2 separate regions of the Mus musculus genome follow, and region 1 is linked to region 2. A link is a contact called in public HiChIP or PLAC-seq data. All regions are on one chromosome and are shown on one strand. Each heading gives the region's core, a stretch centred on a gene start, on an enhancer-like site or on the middle of the called end of the contact. The rest is flanking DNA. Distances are from core to core; before and after follow the strand shown. Region 1 overlaps Ppm1l (protein phosphatase 1 (formerly 2C)-like). Region 2 overlaps Ppm1l (protein phosphatase 1 (formerly 2C)-like).

Evidence for each region. HiChIP or PLAC-seq counts read pairs in DNA pulled down with a chosen protein or histone mark.
Region 1: a CTCF HiChIP or PLAC-seq map of the NIH/3T3 cell line shows a contact between it and region 2, with 10 read pairs. The contact joins two enhancer-like sites. A contact is called at or near these places in 1 of 15 datasets of contacts at CTCF or cohesin (the NIH/3T3 cell line), 1 of 484 Hi-C or Micro-C datasets (muscle stem cells) and 2 of 115 datasets of contacts at active chromatin or transcription factors (T-cell acute lymphoblastic leukemia and pancreatic cancer cells).

The regions. Positions count from the first base shown.
Region 1 is chr3:69,436,448-69,443,348 of GRCm38.p6, forward strand. All of the region lies in intron 1 of Ppm1l (protein phosphatase 1 (formerly 2C)-like), which reads left to right. Among named protein-coding and RNA genes, the nearest start is that of Gm52607, 22 kb to the right of the region's middle. Within about 2 kb of position 3,939, at least 62 of the 459 cell types and tissues checked have an H3K27ac peak or open chromatin away from gene starts, as enhancers often do. A contact at or near this core is called in the NIH/3T3 cell line, where this site is marked.
Region 2 is chr3:69,354,738-69,361,327 of GRCm38.p6, forward strand. The region is part of intron 1 of Ppm1l (protein phosphatase 1 (formerly 2C)-like); the gene reads left to right. Among named protein-coding and RNA genes, the nearest start is that of Ppm1l, 41 kb to the left of the region's middle. Within about 2 kb of position 1,669, at least 19 of the 459 cell types and tissues checked have an H3K27ac peak or open chromatin away from gene starts, as enhancers often do. A contact at or near this core is called in the NIH/3T3 cell line, where this site is marked.

The DNA of each region.
Region 1 (6,901 bases), core at 2,689-5,188, 84 kb after region 2:
ATCCCAGGTGGATGGGAGTGTCACACTTAAACAAGAGCTCTGCCCAATGGTTCCAGTTCCTGTCATCAATAATGGATGGTCATTATATTTCCTCTTGCTTGTTAACTCTATGAAGATTAGGCACTCCTGGATACAGGATAAGACGAGGGAAAATAATTTTTTTTGTCCCCAAAGATCTTATAAATAAATCAGAAATGTATTTTGATGGATCTTCTTAGTTGCCAACTTGATTATATCTGGAATTAACAAAAGCCCTGTGAGGGATTTTTATAAATTAAATTATTTGACATGGAAAGACCTACCTCTAATCCAGATCTTTTGAGATGGGAAGATCCACCTATAATCTGGACCACACCTTCTCTGATGGCAGCCTATATAAAAGGCATAGCAGATGGAGGCTTGCTCTACTTTTGCCTGTTTGCCCTTGCTCTCAATGCCAAGTCCATCCCTTCACTAACACTGGAGCCTACTTCTAGGATTCTAGTATATACTGAAGACCAACTGAGACATCCAGCCTCATGGACTGAAGAACTAGATTCTTGGACTTTCTTTTGGTAGACAGCCATTCTTGGCATTCTAATAAGTCTCCCCCCCCCCATATTCCCAATCTGTGTGTGTGTGTGTGTGTGTGTGTGTGTGTGTGTGTGTGTGTGTGTTTGAACCCTGACTACTACATGTATACACTTCAAATGCTTAGCAACAACTTGAGTGGCATATGGTTCAAAGGCAGAATGAATAGATAAATAGTACATAAAACCGAAAATCCCACAGAATTGAAGACATTGGCTTCCAAGTCTTTATTCTACAGTTTTGAATTCTGAAGGTCAAAGGTTATTTGGATTTCTAATGAGCTCTAAGTGGTGCTGATGGTACTTTTCTGGTGACCCCAGTTTGAGAAGCAGTGCTTGGGGGAGGGGAGATGAGAGGAAGAGAGAGCACAACAGAGGGAGAGAAGATGGTGTGCACAGAGGTGGACCTCTGTAAGTACCTATCTGTTGGAGTTAGCCCTCACTCTTCTGTGTGGCTCTGACTTTTAGGAGACAGTGTGCAACAAGCCCCTGAAATACCTCCTTTGATATAAAAGGGGGACATGCTTTTTCCAGCAATGTGCAATTCCTTGCATGGAGAAGAAATTTGGCCATCTTGCAGCAGCAGGAGAGGAGCAATGCTCTTGTTTTTTTGTTTGTTTGTTTGTTTTGTTTTGTTTTTTGTTTTTTTCTGAGTGAAATACTTTCCTTTTGCCATTCTCCCTCCCTCCCTCCATTCACCCCTGTGTTCTATGATGTATATTAGTCATTTTGGCTTTATCTGAAAGCAAATAGGAAATACGAATTTTCAGATTTATGACTGATTACAGTAAATCTAGAAAAATGGAAATGAGAGCTATTAGGAAATTTCTAAAGGTGAAGGGTTTGGCAAGCTAGCTACTTAGGTAAGGGCTGTTTTGTGCTTTGGAGAAGAACTTGTGCTGACTGGATGCATGTTTCTGGAAAATAAATGCAGCAACATTTTCCAAACCTCTGGATGGAGCTTTATCATAAAATTTTACTGCTGTGGAGAAGGAGGTTTCATTGCTATTAGATTAACAATAGTCCAAACTGTACTGTTCCCAAATATGTCTTCCAACTACTTCATATTCCTGAGGAAATAATGTCTTGTGGATTTATTTATTTATTTTCCTAAGCACAGAATCTGCACTTAAATTCGTGTTATTTAAATTTTCTATCAAATGCCCCTTTGAGCAGTATAAAAACCTCTCCTAAACAGTTTCCGTTTTTAACTGAAAGCAACTCCCAAGGAGCCAGTATCAACTCTTGAGTCAGTCAGATTGACTTTGAGCATTTTGAGTATGGCGAAGTCAACACTCTCTTTTCTTCCTCTTGCCTGTTCCTACCCCCTACCCCCACCCCAGCCCATCTGCTTCAGTCCGTGTCCAGAGATCCCTTTCTCTGTCTTCTTAGTCATATTCAACATCCTTTCAAATCCATTGACAGTAGGGTATGGGTGTAGTAAAATTCAGTGTCCCTTCACAGTAGGATACCATGCCTTTGGCTTACTTCATGGTAATTGTTGAATTGTTGAACACTTGATTGCATCTGTTTCTTAATGAAGAGGGCAGCTTAGTGTTCCTCCAACTATTCAGAAGCTTTTAAAAATAGGCTTCTCTGAGGTAATGTTTTCTCTCTTAAAATATGACTGCATACTCATTAACTAGGTATTAACGAATACTGTGCTTTTATGCTGCAAATTATAGGAATCAGACAACAAAGGTTTTATTTTTAATATGAAGAAACGTGATAAGTGATATCTGTTACTTTTGTTGTATTTTACTTCTAATAAGGCTCTGACTCCAAGAGATGGTACTGGACTTTTGGGTTTTGTTATTGTTGTTTTCTTCCTTTCTTCCCCCTCTCGTTCTCTCTCATTTCCAAGTATGGTCATCCACAGACATTCGTCCAGAACTATAGCAGTAGAATCTGAACATGCCTCTCTGGGAAGGAACGTGGTTCTATCTGCTGTAGATAAAAGTGTGTAAAGAGCCCACGTCATTGCTGTCCCCAGCTTACTTTGATGCACGCTCGAAGGTTACTTTAAATAACTACAATTAGTTTAAAAATGACAACGGGGGTGGGGGTGGGAGTTCATTTTGTCCTGCAAGAGTCTGTCATGTTCTTGTCTGTTTCATTCATCAAAACTTTGTGATCTTTAGCCTTCAGATTTATACTATGTCCTCAGCAGGGTTCAGGGATGGAGGGAAAGGAGGGGAAATGTTCAAACAGAAACTAAATATAGGGATCCTATATTAATCATGGTGTGAAGCACATTCTACTTTTTTGTGACTTCCTCATTGAATGTCAGACGCCGTGTGGGTTGCTGCACTTAATCACCGTGCGCTGGCACAGAGTAGGCTGCTGCCAGCTGTAATCCTAGTAATGGTAGATCTTAGAGCATTTGGCTTGGCAATTTATTTAAATGCATGCTTAAGACTTTAGGTTTACTTTATTGAATTATAATTTACATACAATAAAGGGCAAGCATTTGACAAGTTACGTGAGTTTTGGTATATACATTTATGCACTGCCATAAGCAAGCTACCAAAAGGGATAGAAGAGGATTGACGGGGAAAGAAATGCTGGCAATAAACGCGGGTTTGTTTTTTTCATGGCTTTGAAGTCAGTTACTGTATGTGTTGTACTGTGAAATGCTACTGTTAAAGCTCCTTGCTACAAGATACTCTCCTAGTGAATTATGTGAAATTCATGAAGGATAGTTGTATTTCATGATATGTAACAAGAAATGTTAATGTCCTATGTCTTTTAAAATATGAAACATATACACTCAGAACTCCATGCACCACAGTATAGGGTTGTGCTAAATGATCTCACGTGTCCTGAATAAAGCTGCCAGTATCCATCTAACTTTTTCAAGTTTCCTTTCCTTTCCCATTAAAAAACCTTTGTTTGAGACCGGCTTTTATGTATCCCAAGCCGGACTTGAACTCACTCTACAGACAAGGATGGCCAGGAATTATGATCTTCTTGCTTCCAACCCCTGAGTGCTAAGAGTACTGATGTCTGCCACCCTGGCTAGCTATTAACATGGTGGGGATTGAACCCAGAGTTCTGTACATATTAGGCAAACACTCTGTCAACTGAGTTACATCTCCACTCTCATAAGTTTTAAAAGATAAAAATAATGGCCCCCAAATTCAGTTACTTGTGGTGTTGCTATTGCTGTTGTTCCCCCAGAGTATGATTGGAGGAATGGTGGCCCATCAGGAGAACATCACTTTAATGTTTCCCACCTCCAACTGGCAGTGTGCTGTGTTCCTGTTTTGCTAAAGGAACTGCTAACTTGCTGTCTAAGGAAGGGTTCAGGGATATAGAGGATAAGGGGAGGAACTAGCCTGAGCCTAGAGTTACTCAGAGCTGGCGTGAGTCCCCACGTTGCCACTTGCTATCATTTGACAAGTTGTTCCACTTTCTAAAGCCTCAATTTATTCATCTAAATAGAGGGATGACACAATTCCGATCCATCAAGAATTTACCATCCAAATGCGGGATGAAATTGGAAGAAAATGACTGTTGTCTAAAGAGAAATTCAAAGTGATGGGGCGTTTTAAAAAAGAGAGGGAGAAACCAGGCAGTTGCAGACAATTAAAGGGCTTCATAGCAAAGCTATGTTCAGTAGTGGGGAGCTCTGTATGATTAATTAGACTTTACAATTGAAACCTTCTCAGTGGGCTACAGCTTTAAGTAGAACAAGCAGTAGATGCCACACTTGCTGACCTGACAGCATAACGCAGTGGTCTACAAATGTAGTGGGCAGAAACTCATGGCTCTCCTGGGACCTGGGGTGCAGGGATTTGTAGCTGCTGAAACCTACTACAAAGGACAGAGGATTGGAAAGCAATGACACTGAAGAAATGACAAGGGGCCTCATTTCTCCATAGACAGTAGAGATTAGCCAGATGTTTGAGCTCTGCCCCTGTGGTTCGAGGAACCCCGCGGAGCTGATGATGCTAACGTTGTTCATAGTGACTCTTCAGTGACTAATGCGCTTACTAACCACTGTGAAGCCACTTCCTAGTAAACAGGGGTTGAGTAGGTGAGCTTTAGCTGAATGGTCTCTAAAAGCTGATCACTGCAGCAGAGCACTAGTGCCAGGGATTTAATCCAGCCCAGAGCCTCCATACCATGGAACAGGGCCATTTTCATGCTGTTTTAGGGTTTCCTGAAGTACTAGGGAAAGAAAGTGTGACAGATAAGATCTTGTATACCATTAAACCAAGTGACAACCCGGTATCGTTATTAAAAACTTTCCAGAAGTTTATTGAGCTAAGAAGTAGTGTTAAGTCTCAGAGAAGCAATTCAGTGTGTGGTAGTTCTGATTTCTGGACCTCAGCTTCCAGAGCATGACTTGACACCTCCCAAAAAGACACTCTCTTTCCATGAGCAAGGTACTGGTGGTCTGTTCCTCTCAGTCACCTTTACCTTATCCTTTTGAATCAACCTGTAGATGGGTGGGGATGGCAGGTCTGGGGGAGGATAGGAGTAGTGTAGGCCCCTTGGCAATTCTGGTGGGCTTCAGGATGCCCAGAAACCCTTCTCAGCCCTTCTCCAGCCTCTTCTTTCCTGTCCCACCTCCTTTACCGGCCTGACCTAAGGTATTAGAAATCCTTCTTTATCACTTGTATGAACAGTTAATTAAGGTCTACTCTCCTATTCCCTACTGGCTAAATTTTTGTTAATAAAAGATTTTATAAAAAGCCATGAAGAAAAACATACATATAAACGTGTTAGCAAAGTGTAAGTAGGCTATGGATTTTGTAGACTGATAGTGTTAGTGTTAGGAATGATCTTCGCTGTGGCTAATAGTATATCTGTCCCACTGTGTATGTGTGTTTCTCAGACTCAACCCTTAAGAGGCCAGAGGCAAGATAAAAGTCACATTTTTACACACTGTCTTCTCTAAGAGTGAAGAAGGTTGCAATTAGTCATTGGATTCCTTGCAGTTCATTGAAAAGGGTACAAATCATTATTGTTTTAGACATAACTCTTTTTTTTTTCTTTTTTCATTTTTGGTTTGTCAAGACAGGGTTTGTCTGTAGGCCTGGCTGTCCTGGAACTGGCTCTGTAGACCAGGCTGGCCTTGAACTCAGGGATCCTCCTGTCTCTGCCTCCTAAGTGCTGGGATTAAAGATGTGCAGTACCACACCTGGCTTAGAGATAACTGTTTTTCTTTTAAAAGTCTAAATGTCTGAGTTTTGCTTTTCTAGTTTTCAGATAGAATGATAGAGCTGTAGCTCATGTGTCTCTGTTATATGTATGCCTTTATATTGTTGCCATAAAATGAGTTCTTATCTGATCATTGCATGTTAAATGTAGCATCATAGCATCATAGATGGCTCTCTGTAACTCAGAAGCAAACATCCTAATTTCCTGACCAAGATCCTCAGAGTATTCTGAGCTTGCCTTCCTCTCATCAAGATCCATGTGCTTCCTATTTGAAATAACATCTTCCCTTCCTTTTGTGATGGACAAATATTTTATCTCTATAGAAGACCGAGTCAGCATAGGAAAGTGCCTGTAGGAATATGTATAGGCTGAGATACTTATTTTTTACTTATTTGTTTGTTTGTTTATTTATTTATTATATATAAGTACACTGTAGCTGTCTTCAGACACTCCAGAAGAGGGCGTCAGATCTTGTTACAGATGGTTGTGAGCCACCATGTGGTTGCTGGGATTTGAACTCCGGACCTTCGGAAGAGCAGTCGGGTGCTCTTACCCACTGAGCCATCTCACCAGCCCGGCTGAGATACTTCTAAGCACATCATAGATGGCACACAGTGGGTGCCTTTCCTCCAGCTAGGCTCTGGGACTGCTCACTCAGCACTGTGTTCAGTTGTGTCCCTGGGACATGAGCAAACAGAATTGGCTGTTAGGTCTCATCCGCCATTTTCCTGATGCTGGGAACCAGGCTCTAGATGTCATAATATGAAGGTGAACAGCCGTGCTGCTTTTCTGTCAGAGTGCCTGCATCAAAAAGACCAAGGTCACTCCTCCCTGATGGCCAGGTTAGATTCATCTGTGGCCCCAGAGTAGAAACAACCTTGTATGTCTCTAAATCATTTTCTGCCTTCAGTGCTGTTTAAAACAAAACAAAATATAAATCTGTGAGACTTAAAGACCATTTTAGTAAGTTGTGTAAATGGCTATTGGATCATGTAGTTGCAGACAGATGTGAGCTGCCATGTGGGTGCTTGGGACTTGAACTCCAGTCCTCTGGGAGAGCTCAGAACCATGGAGCTATCTCTCCAGCCTGGAATTTGCTTCTATAATTAATTTTTCAGAGCAAAGTGAGGGTCTATGGCTAGTTATGAACAGATACTTTGTAA
Region 2 (6,590 bases), core at 419-2,918:
GGAGTAAAGAAAAAAAAAATGTGTGTATTTTACAAGTTGTAAGGGCCAAGAGATAGTGATAGTTTATTTCTGGCTATCCAGAGTAGAGAACTGCCAATTTAACACCATTGGCCTGTGTCAAGTCATGTGACAAGGAAAGTCTCTTCTCGCTCTGATAGATTCCACAATGTTCCAGAAAGCTAGAGTGATCTCCTAACCACACCTTCCTGGTTTTCCCTTTCCTGCTCTCACCTTTGACCTTTACCTCCACCGCCAGGCAGGCACTACCATCAGCACCAGCACCAGTGTGTGTGTGTGTGTGTGTGTGTGTGTGTGTGTGTGTGTGTATGTGTGTGTGTGTGTGTGTGTGTGTGTGTATGTGTGTGTGTGTCTGTGTGTGTATGTGTGTGTGTGTCTGTGTGTGTATGTGTGTGTGTGTATGTGTGTGTCTGTGTGTGTGTGTGTGTGTGTGTATGTGTATGTGTGTCTGTGTGTGTGTGTGTGTGTATGTGTGTGTGTGTGTGTGTGTGTGTGTGTGTGTGTGTGTGTAGAACTGAGATTTCAGGATGCTGGGTGTGAACCCACGCTGGCATTAGGATTTCTTTAATATTTAAAATAGGGAAGAGGCTCTCATCGGGTCAGGGCATTAGGAAGAACACTAGTTTGCTAATGGAGTCCTGAGTTGGCTCCATTATTTCTTTACATTTATTCATTCTCTGCTCTCTATCCCCCGCCCCCAATCTCCCCCACCTCCAGACTCTCACATTTGAGACTGGCTGGTCTCAAATGTGCTATGATATTTGCACATGTTCAAGACCATGCTGGCCTTGAACTCAACAGAGATCCGTCTCTGCCAACTAAATGCTGGGATCAGAGGTATGCACTGTCACGCCTAGCAAATTCATGTCTGTATTAAGCTCTTAGAGTGTTATTATGGTAGAGCAAGCGCATGGTAAGCAGATCTGTTCAGAAAAGCATACACATGGGCACACATGTGCGTGCGCATTATGCTGTAAGTTATAAACATCTTCGGTAAGGCTACATTAGAAGACAGGGTGATATGATGGAAAAAGAACATGGACTTTGGAAAGTCACAAAGATCTGAGTTTCGATATTTTTGCTATGGCAAGAGCAGTGGTTCTCTTGGGGCAGTGTATTTTATTTCTAAGATCTCATATTTTTATTGTCTTTAATTATGTGCATGTCTGTGTGTAAGAATGTGCATCTGAGAGCTCATATACACACAGAGGGCACATTTGGATCCCTTGGGAGCTAGACTTACAGATCGTGTACAATGGGGTGTACAAGTGAGCCATCCGACAACAGGACTGGGAATGGAGCCCCCGTTTTCTGGATGAGGAATACATGCTCTTAACTGCTGAGCCATTTCTCAAGCCCCAGAAAATGTATTTTTATAAAGTTAATTTTCTTGAAAGAAGGAAATAAAACGTAGTAGAGCATAAGAATTCGGCAAATCAGAGTCTCGGTATGCTGCTCAGCCTAGCCTCAGACTTAACGACCTTCCTGCCTTCATTTCCTCTGCTGGATTTATAGGCATGTACCACCATGCTTGTTTTAATTTAAAATAAAAACAAAACAAAAAAAATTATTACTCATACCACTGGTGTGAGTAATCCAGACTCATTGGAAGGAGAACAGAGGCACAGCCTCTACATAGGGACTGGGGAAATTTCCCTTCATGGATTTGCTGTAAGACTCCTGAGTTTCCCGGGAGGGGGAGGTTGGTCAGCTGGACTGGCTGCGGTTAAGAGAGCCCTGAGGATAAGGGAGCACAGCCTGTGAAAGCCTGGGGAGGACTCAGGGTGTGGCTCTGCCAGGGGGAGGAGTGCTGGCCCCTCTAGGCACTGAGCACAGTTCCTCCTGCATTAATTAATTAATTGTCATTAATCCAGCGCCCTTGGAAGGCCAACCCCCTTCTGGCTTCTGACCGTTTGTTTAATAATTTAACCAAATTTATGCCCATCTTGAGTAAGACATCCCAACCTTCCATGTTTTGAAGAAACTACCGATAACTTTTTTTAAAAAAAGAATGCTAATGTCTACGTCAAGAAAAAAATATTAAATGCTAGAACGGCAAGTCTGTGTTCCTGTCATTCTAGAGATGAGGCAGGAGTTTGAGGGGAACTTGGGCCACACAGTGAGACCTTGTCAACCCTAAAAACAAAGAAAATGACTGTTATCTGTCATGCAAATTTAAATAAGATCTAATGAGAAATGAAATGTCAGCGTTTAGATGGACAGATACATGCACGTGCTCTGTGGTGACTGTTTCCTGCCCGAGAACAGTCTTCCTAAGTCATTTTTACCACGGTTACTTTTTATTTAGCACTTTGATGGTGTGTAACAACTCAGAGATGGAGAACAGTTTTCCATGCTAGTCTTTGAACTTTCATATTCAAATACATTTCCCTCCACTGCCTTTATTGGTCTTAAATTTTTTCCTAGGTAGTATTTAATCTTTAAAAAATATTAGAAGGTTGTTTTTAAAAGTCTCTTCCTTGCTAAAGGACCACTGTGTCTGCTAGATTATAAGCGTTGTTGGATAATTTCAAGCTTCCAGAGATTTTGATATTCCAAAGTTCAACAGTGCAGCTTTCAAAGTAAGAATGCCTGAGAAAATTCCACTTCCACACCTAAAATTAGATATGACAGCAGAGACCACAGGCAGGCATTTTACCAGACGCGGTAATTGCATGTTTTCTTTTTGAGAAAACTTGAAGACAGAAAAAAAACCCACAAACAAAAAACCAAGCAGTTAGCTCTTTATTAAACAAACTCTATGGCTGTCTTTTTTTTTTTTTTCCTTTTTTCTTTTTTTGACAGTCCTTCTGTCTACTTATTTGGTTTGAGAATCAGTTGTAGCCAGTTATCTACGATGGACCTCCCATGGTGCAGATTTTGATGGTTTTAATAAATAGATGAGATTTGTTGTTTTATACTTTGGATCTTATTTTTCCTTAATCAAATCTATGAGGTATCATAAATAATCTCCTCGCCCAGCTTTGTGTGTAGATAGCTGTGTTTGCAACATAGACCTTTGTCAAGTTCAAGACAGACGTGTTTTTAGAGGTTTTTGTTTTTGTTTTTGTTTTTAGAGATATTTGGAGTGTCTTGCAAGTGCTCTGTTTACCTCTCCAGGTTTATTTCCCCGGTGACTTTAAAAACACACTCAACTGTTAGTGTGAAAAAATTCACATTTACAGTTGGCCCCAATAGTAACTGGCAGTATGTCATGTGGAAAGAACTTGGTGCTCTTCCTTCACATTTGGCAAATTGACTGGAGGTAGGGTGGTGGTTGGAAACACACGGGACTCGAGTAGGCACAGCCTTCTTTGGGTACAGGGTGACTTTCTTGTGACACCTGGGTCACCCTCCACTCCATTGTCCTGTGGGACTCTTGGCTATGCTCCCAGCAGAGAGGATTGCTCTGGCCCCGCTTGGCAGAGCATCTGGGATCTTGATTACCACCTTTGTAAACCAGAAGCTTGTGGAATTTAGAACTTGCTCTGACTTCCATCAGGTCGGAGGCTAATACGTGTGACCGTCACCTGCAGTCTGAGTGTTTGCGAGTTTTAGAAATAAGAAGGTTCTGTATTAAGTTTGGCAAATGAAGCATTAGGGAGTTAGTTTCAGAAAGGTGGTCTCCTCGCTAACATGGAAAAGCCCTGCACCGTTGGACTTGTCTGATTGCTGCCTGCAACACTGCAGTGGAATGCACTTTAAACTGTATTAATGTTGAAATTGGACACCACCTCGATTGCCTATAAAGCCTTGCATCAATTTTCTAGGAAGAGTGTAGCCTGTGCCTGCAGTTTACGGGCAGAATCTGGCCCGCAGACCCATTTATTAGCCCTGGTCAGATTTAAAAACCTGTAATTTCACTCAAGGACTAGATTCTGAGTATCCTTTGGAAATCTGGAGATTGTGTCAGTATTGAGCATTTCGTTGACTGGACCTAAGAAAGCAACAGACATCAGCCTGGCCCCCACCCCAACCCTGCGCGCTCACCTCCCCAGCTACCTTCCCCCGACCCCTTAAAACTGCTTTAGCTTGGGCAAGCCATACCAACTGATGCCTTATGCCCAGCCTTCTTGTCCTGCTTCCATTACCAGTCTCTGAACACTTGAGAGCCTGGATCATTTCCACAGCGCTCTCTATCCATGCTCACCCTCGCCTTACGTGAAGGAACACCTTGCTGGGCTCTGAACCTTCGCCCATTCTAATCCTTTTGAGGTTCCTTTCCCTGCTTGTCCATTTGATCACTGTCTTTGGGGTGCCATCCCCGGCACATCTTGTCGCTGCCCTGTTAGATGGTGCCCAGCAACGTGCCCTTCATTGCTTTGACTCTTAGCATGCTGTACTCAGGTTGAGTTCCATGTCCTTTCCCTGTGGATGGAGGACCTTTGAGGACAAGGCCTGCCTTCCTACACTTGGATTTATGCAAATCCTCACAGTTCTTGCTACAAAAGAGGGTTGAGAGATATTATTTTTGATTGACATATTTTAATGTTGCTAAAGGCAATATTTTCTGCTTTAGCTACCTGTGAGAATCGCCTGGGACCCTGCTGGGGCCAGTTGTGCCCTTTGATGGTAGGACTTGGGAGTTGGAGGTTTAAAGATCTCTAGGAATGCTACTGTGTACCCAGGGCTGCAAGTCATTAACAGTATTTAAGTAATTCCAAGAAAGGTGATTGTCCGTAACTTATTCTATTTGTCCCATTTTGTTGAGACAGGATCTTATGTAGCCAGGCTAGCCTCAAATTATGTAGTATATCCAGAATAACTTTGAGCTCCTGATCCTCCTTCAGCTACCTCCCAGACTCTAGGATCACATTCATTTGCTACCACATCTGGCTAGATGACCACGATTTTATTTAAGATTTGTCATAGTTAGCTTCGGTTGTCACCCTGACACACCTGGAAAGAGGGATCCTCACACAAAGAATTGCCTCCATCAGATTGGCCTTTTTCTTGATTTCTAATTGATATGGGAGGGTCTAGGCCACTATAGGCGGTGTCATTCCCGGGGGTGGGAGGGCTGGCTTGTAGAAGAAAGGATGTCAAAGAAAGCAAGCCAGAGGCAGTGTTCTTTTATGGTCTCTGCTTTAGTTTCTGTCTCCAAATTCCTGGCTGGAGTTAATAGACTGTTTTCCCTTGATGGTGGACTATAAACTGCAAGCCAAACAAACGCTTTCCTCCCAAGTTGCTTTTGGGCAGTTTTAGCACACAAACAGCGAAGCAAATAAGAGAAGGATTAAAACATTGGATTATTATTTTAGGAAAAACCTTCCTCGTATGAACATTTTCGTTACCCCCCCCCCCCCGGCAGCACATGGGTGTTTGAACAAGTAAGCATATGTCTTAAAGAGCTCCGTCTCTTTCACAATAGCCAGTGAGTCTGCTGTTGCTATTGGTCAGCGAGCTCATGAGCAGAGCTCCGCACTGCACATCCAGAGCTACCACAACACTGGTAGTTTATGATGTGTAGCCACTGTCTGCTGTTCCGTGCTGCGATTTAAATTTCCAGTGGATTCTCTTCCAGGCACTCTACAAACTAGCTAAGGCATTTATTGACTTTCTAACACTAATTGCCTCTTTTCTTGCGTATGTGTTTATCCTTCTCTGTTTTATATTGGGACTGCTAGCTAGAATAAAGATGACTAAAAACAAACATTAGCTGCAGTCTGGTGTGGCGCACACTGGGGATAAAGTCGTTTGAACTTGGTGAAAGCTATTGCCAGCCACATTGTCTAATGGTTACCATGATCAGTCCTAACCTCATGATTTGCTTGGAGATGGGGTGGGGGTGGGAGACAATGAAACAGTTAAAAATGTTTTCATGAAAGATAACTGGGTTATCTTTATTTTGAAGTAGTCTGAGGTGAAAAAGTTCTATATGCCCACCCCCCATCCCACCCCACCCCTGCCTCCATGGGGTGGGTACATGAGCTATGGTGTGTGTGGAGGTCAAAGGACAACTTTGTGGAGTCTGTCTTATCTTCCACCTCTATATGGGCTCTGGGGATCAAATGTAGGTCGCCAGACTTGCATGACAAACACCTTTACCTGCTGAGCCAGCTCATCTGACCTTTTTATTTCTCTCTCTCTCTCCTCTCTCTCTCTTTCTCTCTCCCTCCCCCCTCCCCCTCCCCCTCCCCATCTCTCTGTCTCTGTCTCCCTCTCTCTCTCAGACAGGGTCTCCATTGTCCAGGCTAACTTGCATTTTGCTAACATAGCCTAAAATGACCTTGAAGTTCCAAGTTCCATGCCCAGTCTATGTGATGTCAATCAAGCTGGCTTCTCCACTAGTAGGCAAACACTCTATCAACTGAGTTAGAACTCCAGCCTCCTTCCCACCCATCCTCTTTGTGGGTGGGAACTTGATTTTGTTTCCACCGAGAATGCAGTAGTAAGCATTTGGTTTAAAATGAAGAGTTTCAGAGACTTACAACCGAAGGCTCGTTTCTTATTCCTAAAGACTGCTGGGTAGCCGTATTAGCTGTGATTTCTTCCTGAGAGTTTTATGAAGAGCCTTGAAGGCAGATGACTGGAAAGCTCCTTGAGATTTTCTTTATTTCTTTGATTGGAAA